2 separate regions of the Mus musculus genome follow, and region 1 is linked to region 2. Evidence: chromatin contacts called from public Hi-C data. All regions are on one chromosome and are shown on one strand. Each heading gives the region's core, a stretch centred on a gene start, on an enhancer-like site or on the middle of the called end of the contact. The rest is flanking DNA. Distances are from core to core; before and after follow the strand shown. Region 1 has its middle 26 kb from the start of Lpp. Region 2 has its middle 13 kb from the start of Gm32126.

Region 1 (4,195 bases), core at 1,029-3,528, 220 kb after region 2:
CCATCTTTAACCCTCTGTGCAATATCACATACACCAGGATACTCACCTCTGGGGTCAGATTAATTTTCTTTCTCTTAAGTTCGGGGCATGTACGAGTACATTCGTGCTATTTCTAAAGACCCTTTCAAAAGTCTTAACTCTCTAAGGATTGATGTTCTTCAAACAGGTGTCTGTCGAAAGACGTTGCCCACATTACCAAGGCTGTGGTCTCATTGTTATGTACCACTTGCTACAGAGAGCCAGGGGTCACTTCTGTACACAGGCCCTCGGAAGCCCTGTGTTGAAGCTTCACCCTCATCGTTCTCAGAGGCAGGCATTTCCAAAAACAAAATGTCATCTTGTATCTGAGGTTCAAAACTTTATCGCCTCTGGTGAGACGGGATTCTGCTCACTTTCCATCATGAAGGTATGTAGCGTGCCCTGGAGTGCACACTGATGGATGTGCCTGTTGGTCTTACGGCACATTAAAAAGCATCTCCTTAAACTATGATTCACACTTTCCCTTTCAGCCTTTCTGGAGAGTTTTGTTCATGAATCAAATGAGGAGGCTGATTGCGCTACTATTTTAAAAGAGCCAATTAAAAAAGTTCATTAAGCGATACTGGAGGGCTTTAGTGAAGATTGTGGAAGTACACAGCTATACACAAAATTAACAAGCTGGAAGCTGCAACTGGATCTGAGGGTAGAATGTGTTCACTGTTACAAAGCTCGTCTTTTAGAGGATAATTGTGTTCTCCTCTAGAGGACAGAAGTGGGTTGTTAGAAGGGACCATATTAAGATATAGAACAGTACTAGATGTTCACTGACAAAGGTTTATGATTGTCTCTTTAGAAGAAAAAAGAAAGCTGGACTTGAATCACACAAGTAGGGCTTGACCAATCGTATTCTAGGACTTTGACTCTTTAATGAGCAAGGATCAGGGGCCAAAAGGTAAGACAATCGAAGTTCAAAGCAACTGCAGTGGACCAGATTTCTCCTGACATATGACCTTGAATGCAGATCTTTGTCTCCTGTCTAAGCCCATTCTTTTGGTCGTATAAGTGGTCTCAACTAACCCTCTTTGAATGAAAAAACAGAGTCCATTTTGGTGCTTGCAACCAATGACCCTGAAAGAAGGTGATTTGTCCTGTAAAATGTGCAGGACAAATGGGCTTTATTTAAGTGTCAGAAAGATAAATGGTTTTGTTGTTTTTTTCTTTTTCTTTTTGGAGACAGGGTCACTAGTGCAGGCTATATAGCCAAGGAGATTAAGATAATCTTAAATCTCTCATTTGCCTGCCTCTAGCCCCTGATTACTGGGATTATAGGTTCGGCTACAATGCCCAGTTTATGAGGAAGGTAGAGTTTGAATTCTGGGCTTTACGCATGCTAGACAAGCACTCTAACAACTGGGTTAAATCCCTAGTCTCCTACCCACCTGTAAACATTTTCTACTGGATTATAGAAAGATGGTGTTTATAGTATTATGTTCCAACTACATACTGTTCAAGAATGGGACAGCTCGCTACACAAATGCTACAAACTTCTGCTCATCAGAAAAGGTGAAACAAACAAGAAGTAACCATTTGTCAGAGACACTCTTGGGGTGATTTCTGATTCCGGCCAAAGAAAGGACCAGAAATCAGACATCAAGCATTAATTAGATAGTCAAGTACTACAGACCAATACTCTCTAGTCCTCTGGCTATGCATCATCAAAGGCTCGGAGGTGAAAGAAGTCTTGGGTCACTAGCCATCTGCCTGTTGAAGAGCAGGCCAAGTGGACCACATCCCACACCATGACTTAGGGGCTGCTCTGGAAGGGAATCTCATGATGCCTAACACTAAGCTCTTTCCAGCTGGCTCCCATCACCTTCCCTATCACCTCCAGTCCCACGTGGCAAGCTGCTATCTTCTCAGCAAAAGCCTGAGGAGGGCTCTGCTCACACCCTCCGAGAGGTGTCTGTGACGCTCCTGTGTGGGGGAAGCTCTCACACAGTAGTTCTTGCTTATGCCAAAAACACCCTGGGAATAAATAAAGCCCCTCCCTATTCTAACACCTTCTAATCATACCAAAAATGCACGCGAACAGAACAGGAAAAGCTTGAAAATAAAACTAAAGGAGATAGGGATTCTCTGCTATTGAAAGAAATTCCTTAACACGCATCACCCAGGTAATAACTACTTCCTTTGTTGGATCTCATGCAAATTTTTAGAGCTAGAAATGGGGAAGGTGGTTGGGAGGGGCTAGTAAGTAAGTAATCTAAATTCCTGGGTCAGGAGTGAGCATGGAGCACCGAACAGGCAGGCATCTGGCCAGGCAAGCGAGTTTTGGAAATCAGAATAGTTCTTTCCCCCAGGGACTCCCCGAGGGGGAGGTGGATGGGAGGTGTTGCCCAGCTGATACAAATTATGTAGAAAGAGAACACTAAATCAGCATTCTTTTAAACTTTAGGAAAGAACTATTTCCTGCTGCCTAAGGCTTCCTCCGGGAGAGCTAGAGTCTAAGGACGTGCTTCGAGCTGGGTCACCCATTTAGGAAGTGGGTGAGGGACCCCTTAACCTACTAACTTCACTTGTAATGTAAGGCAAGTGAACTCTGTTATTTACTTAGTTATCTAGAGGACAAAAGAAATTTTAGTAAAACTCTGAGCCCCATGCCTGATCCAAACTCAAGGATAAATGAAACGTCATTAAGGTTGCCATTTTCTGCCCTACCCATCACATCCTTCTGCCCCCTATGAACCGAATCTGAAAAGCCCGGTGAGGTTTATTCCTTGGATTCGAGTTTGTTCCCTCACTATCGAGGGCATTCTGACAAAAACAGCCAAGACTCTTGCAGACTGGACTATACTTACTTCTGGTAAGAAAGTTGCACAAATGATGGTCCAAGATGTTATGGGTGCTGCGTTAATTGTGCAAATTGTTTTGCATTCTAGAAATCCTAAATGAGGAGGGAGGGGTTCTGCTATTGTGAGAGACATGCTTTTTTGCTTTGAGTCAGTAAAAGCGATTGATATCTGAGTACAAACATGAACTTTTGAAAACTTCCTCACATGAAGCTCAGGTGTTATTCTATCTCAGGAACTAGTCAGGAATCCAGTCTGCCCCATTTTTAAAAGATTTATTTCTGTTATTTAATTATTATATATGTGTGTCCATGTGAGTATGCAGACATATGCATCCGCTCAGAGTCTAGAAGTGGAGGTTAGACCTCCTGGAGTTGAAGTCATAGGCAGCTGTGCAGATACTAGGTAGAAAACCTGGATCCTCTGCAAAAGAATCAAGTGATCTCCGCCACACACACAGCTGCCAGTTGTATAATGGTTAGACTACTGTGATTATTATGTTACTTAAGCTCTGCCTTCAGCTACCTCTAGCTTTTGAGTTTATTCCTATCCCTCTGGACTTACAAGGACAAACTTGTCTCTCTCTTCTGTGAGTTACCGATGGAAGGAAGCCAACGCTTTTTTAATACTAGTGCACAACGATTTATATAAGAATATCAAAACATAGACCATTTCACTCTCTAAAATTAACCATGAATCTGTTTATGGTGACCATGGCAACAAGTAGGCATATATATATATATATATATATATATATATATATATATATATATATATACATATATATATATATATATACACACACACACACACACATACATATATAGTGTATAATCTACCTGTGGCTTAAGTTCTAACAGAGTTTTAGGTTCACAAACATCAAGATTGAAGATGTTGATTAGACCTCATAGGTCTGTGTTAGGGTATTGACAGGCATGCTGATTCCAGGCCCAAGTTCACCACTTGTAAGAAATAGAAGCTGTGGTAGAGTGTTAGAGCCAGCAGTGAGGGACAAAACCTGCTTTTAGATGTGTGTGGAAAGCAGGGCTTTGCATTAGTTTCAGTGCTATAGTTTCTATGAATGAATAATTTGAGTTGCCATAATTTTACACATTTTTGTTTGTTTGTTTGTTTTTTGAGACATGGTTTCTCTGTATAGCCCTGGAACTCACTCTGTAGACCAGGCTGGCCTCGAACTCAGAGATCGCCTGCCTCTACCTCCCAAGTGCTGGGATTAAAGGTGTGCGCCACCACTGCCCGGCCAATTTTGCGCATTCTTTAAAGTGAAATCACAGTGTAAAAACAATTTAAAAACAGGTCACACTGAAGTTTGTGATAATGACCCTCAGGACCTTGTTTCTCTCTCT
Region 2 (4,759 bases), core at 2,025-4,524:
GAGAAGCTCCGGGAAAGGAAGGGACATGCATGTCTAGTGAGGACACTCTCGATAAAAATGCGAAGAGGAAGAAAGACTCCACCAGGAAAAGAACTGGCCATTTAGAAATGCAAGGGACTCTTGTCACCCTTACAGGAGGCCACACTGAAGGGAAAGGATAAACACACTAAGTTGAACTTCAGACAATGGGTAGGAAAACGTAAGTTCAAGGATAGGACAAGTGTGTCTGCCCCTCTTACATCCGCTCTTCATTTAACAGCAGACTGCTTATTGAGTTTCTATTTACCGTGCCCTGGATTAGAACTTCAGCCCTACTGAAGATAATCCCCACAGTGGAACAGTCAGGAAGCCTCATTGCATACAAGTTCAACTTGAAAAAAATAATGGGAATTGATTTAAAAAAAAAAAAAAAAAACCAAACTGACAAGGTTTCTGTGAAGTTGGCATTCTGCGTTGAACAGAAATTGAACACAAATTGAAACAATCCTTTTGCAGAGCCATTTGGCAATGCTTTTCAGAACCATAAAACTCAGCTGGTGATCCCACTCCTAAGGATTTACCCTAAGGCAAAAGTCTCCAAAAGGAAAGAAAAACTGTATACCCCGAGCTCTTTCAAATAGCAAAGCCTGGAAAGAAACCAAATTCCCTTGGAGATGGTTAAATAACCTATGATGTATTAACCCCATAGAAAATTACATACCCATTAATATGATAAATGAGGAGACTTTGTGGCAACATAAAAGTCATGACAAATAATGTTCACAAGTGGCAGTGGGACTCATGCCTATACATATGTTCTGATGGTAAAACTACAGCTAAAAGTTGAGACATAATGAAGAAACATAAAAATTATTGAAATTTTGTATATAATTATTGTATATTTTTAGGAAAATGAAAACAGATGAACTCTTACCTTAGCTAGGAAAAAAATAGACTCAAAGCATGTAAGTTATATAGCATCTTTTAGATCCTTGGCTAATGCTCTCATTTTACAATTGTGCAAATAAAGCCCTAGCCAGCCAGTGACAGCCATGGAACTGATGCACAGGAGCACAAGGCTGAAGGGCCCTAGAGGTTGTATTCCAGAGAATGGTAATGTGGAAACACAAATAACAATGAGCATTAGCAAAATCAGGGACCATAAAAGTTCTCAGATGTGGAGATCAAATGCTGTTGGTGAGAAGGGACTTGTCCCCTCTTGACTGAGGCCAGCTTTACCCACTCATAAACTGTATTGAACTTGGAAGAATATATAGCAGACTGTCTGCCTTTGTGGGGCAACTTCTTCATCCTAGCCATTCTTCAAGGTCAAGGTCTATCTACCAATCTCTTGGGAACATGTGCTCACTTGTTAAGCCTGGCGTCCCTGAGGAGCATAGGACATAGAAGCCTTCTGCTCTAGCACCTTCTCTCTTCTTATGGTGGAAGACGTTGCAAAGAAATTAATTCTTTAATGTAGTAACAAGTACTGGTTTACAAGCAAAGTAAGAAAGTCAACAGCGACCAATGAGGAAGACACCGCAAGATGGGGCAGGGAATTGTATGAAGAACTATAAGCAAAAGGGAGACACAACCTGGTGCATGTGTTGAATGCTTCTTCTGGTGGCATGTGTTGAATGCTTCTTCTGGTGGTTTAGCATAACAATCTTAATCCCTCTGCTTAGCAACACCATCCATCTTTTCTTACTGTGGCCCAAGAGATCTTCACAAATTTCAGTGGAGTGTTGTACAAACTAAGGGCAAGCAAGACCACTCCAAGGTATGGTTGATGGGGTTGTCGTTTATTGTAGACCTGAGGGAGAGAAAATCCAGAGGCATCGAGAAGAGTCCAGATCAGGGAAAGTAGCTGATTGAACATGGCTGGTAGACTAGATTGGGTGATGAGAGGAAAGAGGGAGGGGAATGAAGAGAGAGGGCAGGCAAAGGAGGCCAAGAGAGAGAGGACAAAAGGAGGCCAAGAGAGAGAGGACAAAATATATAGAGGAGAGAGAGAGAGAGAGAGAGAGAGAGAGAGAGAGAGAGAGAGAGAGAGAGGTTAAAATGTCAAGGTTATATGAAATAAGAAGCTGGGGAAGGAGGGTCATGGGCTAGAGATGTTTAGGGTAGGGAATGAGGTGAGAAGCCCTAAGAAGAACCATTGGTTGTTGTGATACTGACGAAACAGATGACATTGGCCCCTCTGCAAACTTTCAAAGCTCCTTGTTGATGCCTGGCTAAAACCCAAATACTCAGGACAGATGTGAAGGGCTCCACACTAGCCTCCCAAATCGGCTTCCCAGTCAACAGGACCAGTTCTCCACCTGAGTCTCAGCCTTCCTCAGAATGCCCATCTCCTGCCCACTGCTCTCATGGAATACTGCACTTATCTAAGGCTGGGCATTCGGATGGGATATTTACCTCTGTGGTCGTTACTCCTTGCTTTTCTTTCTCTTCCTTTCTCCGGGGCTTTTTGTTTTTCTTGTGTGTTACTTTTTAAAGTTTTTTTCCTCAACCATCTTAAGGCAGATCAGATTAGTTATAACCTTCTGTATGGTCCTAACATGCTTGGTTCATACATGTCATAATGTACACATCATATTGAATCAGACGTATTTGTGTGTCTATGTATGTATAATAAACTGTTGGGAGCAGGCATCATACCTTATTCATGCTTTTATAGCTAGAACTAGCATGAGCTGTATGCCTAAGCATGAACTGTGTGCCTAGTATTAGTGGGTATTTAATGAACACTCAAGTAGGTAGATCATTAGATGGAAAATGGACAGATAGATAGATTACTATTGCATGAATGGAAGATAGCTGATCCTCCATTTTAAAAGTAAGCTAGCTATGATCTGATACCTGATCTTTGAAGAGAAGAAAGGGAGGAAATGGTTTTTAAGCTTATTTCCAGACCTGATGGCTTTGAGTCTAAGAGTCAATGAATCACAAAGGATTATTGACATTGGAATCAGAGATTTTACTTAGCCTGGTTGCTTGAGATAACTCAGAGAGCTTCCAGGTTCACGAATAGAGATCAAAAAGTGTGCAGTCTCCTGACATGAAAGACAGCTATACTAGGATTAAAAAAAAAAAATCTTGGGCACAGTCAGAGTGCCCGCCCATCCTAGTTGGCAACGTTCATAATACATCAACATACTTGCCAAGGGAAGAAACCTCCAGCAAAACAGGTTCTGAGTTGGCTCAGGAACAACATGACTATACATTCCTGTAAATTTCCAGGACCATGAGAAGTCTCAGTGTGATATATATGCACTACTACCATACATGGGTCCAGTGGCCATCTTTGATCTTTCTTGGTCCCTGTGGGTGTAGAGTTTAGGAGAGACTTGTACAGACTTAGGTCAGATATCAAGACAGAAATAATCCTTAACTCTACTTTCAGTTGAGGAGAAAAGTTGAAGGCAAGCCATTCCCTCTCTGCCTAGCTAGAGAAGAAGTTCATTTGAGGTTCATGTCAAGCCAGAGGCCGATCTAGATGCAGCCATGTGCTCAACCCTATCTTAAGTGATATGGAGAACATAAGGAACAATACAATGCCTCCTGTCTTCAGGGAGTCTACACACGGGAGACAATCAGTGACATGCCAATATGCTGTCAGTAAGTAATATGCAGTGCAGAGAGAAAGCCATGTGGATGAGGCACTGAAGGCTAAAGGAAGGACAGACCACTTTATAAGGGAGGAAGTCTGGTCAACAGACAGATCCACCATGTCAGTCAGGAAAACTGCTCAAACACAGGGTTCAAGCACAGGGCACTGGAGATCAAAGTGTGGGTAAGAGAAGAAAAGAGGTTGGTTTTTTTGTCCGTCCGTCCCCCAAGATGTTGAAAGATGTGAGAAAGAAGGAGTGACCACCTCTAGGGACCTGACCTGCTTTATATATATATATATATATATATATATATATATATATATATATATATATATATATATATATATATATATATATATATAGTGAAACCCTGTTGCTATCCCCAAATGCCAACATCCACAGTTTAGAATGCACTGCAGGAATTGGAGACTACTGGAGAGCTTGTGGACTTGCATCTCATTCTTACCTAGAGGACCACTAGCAGAAGACGTTTGGCAGTAGCTCCACCCTCACGGAGGACTGGACACGGAACCGCAATGACTTCCTCTACGGAGCCTCTGTGATGAAGTCTCTTTGTAGAAAATAGGAAAATGTTCACACACAGACCCACATTCAGATTTCTCTGAGAAGTCACCTGGAACAGTAAAGGTACAATCTAGAAGCCAGGACACCCGATGTACTGCTCCAGCAGGGCAGCAGGGTCTGACAGACCCTGGAATCTTACAGAGTCTTGCCTTCAGTCTAGACTGTGATCCCAGCCACTGGTGTCTCCTGCAAGCAGCAGGTTTCCAGGCCCAGGATCAAAGGCAGGAGGAATAAGTATTGGAGACCAGAGACCCTTCATTCTGAAACTCAGAAAGAGAAACCAGGTCCAGATCACCAGAGAGTTCCAGCCTGGAACACATTATGTATTCCAAACTTCCCTTTCACTCTTGAAAATCCTCCTGCCTCAGCCTATTAAGAGCTGCAATTACAGGTATGAGTCACTGTGGCCTGATTCCTCGTTACTCTTGAGAAGAAGAGTATTAGTAATGCAAAAACCAACAATACACCCAGCAATATATAGAATGTCTGATGCTGCAATTTTGTTTGTCAACAAACTAAAAGATAACACACGCCTCCAGGGCCAGCAATGTCAACGGTCTGGTTGGGGTGTCCTATAGTTA

The links. A called contact is a pair of places that touch in the nucleus more often than the background predicts.
Region 1: a contact with region 2 is called in a Hi-C map of epidermal suprabasal cells, with 2.0 times the contacts expected there. The contact joins two enhancer-like sites. A contact is called at or near these places in 1 of 15 datasets of contacts at CTCF or cohesin (the NIH/3T3 cell line), 2 of 484 Hi-C or Micro-C datasets (epidermal suprabasal cells and spermatogonial stem cells) and 2 of 115 datasets of contacts at active chromatin or transcription factors (bone marrow-derived macrophages and pancreatic cancer cells).

Annotation. Positions count from the first base shown.
Region 1 is chr16:24,365,368-24,369,562 of GRCm38.p6, forward strand. No RefSeq gene overlaps it. Among named protein-coding and RNA genes, the nearest start is that of Lpp, 26 kb to the right of the region's middle. Within about 2 kb of position 2,279, at least 23 of the 459 cell types and tissues checked have an H3K27ac peak or open chromatin away from gene starts, as enhancers often do. A contact at or near this core is called in epidermal suprabasal cells, where this site is marked.
Region 2 is chr16:24,144,472-24,149,230 of GRCm38.p6, forward strand. No RefSeq gene overlaps it. Among named protein-coding and RNA genes, the nearest start is that of Gm32126, 13 kb to the right of the region's middle. Within about 2 kb of position 3,275, at least 7 of the 459 cell types and tissues checked have an H3K27ac peak or open chromatin away from gene starts, as enhancers often do. A contact at or near this core is called in epidermal suprabasal cells, where this site is marked.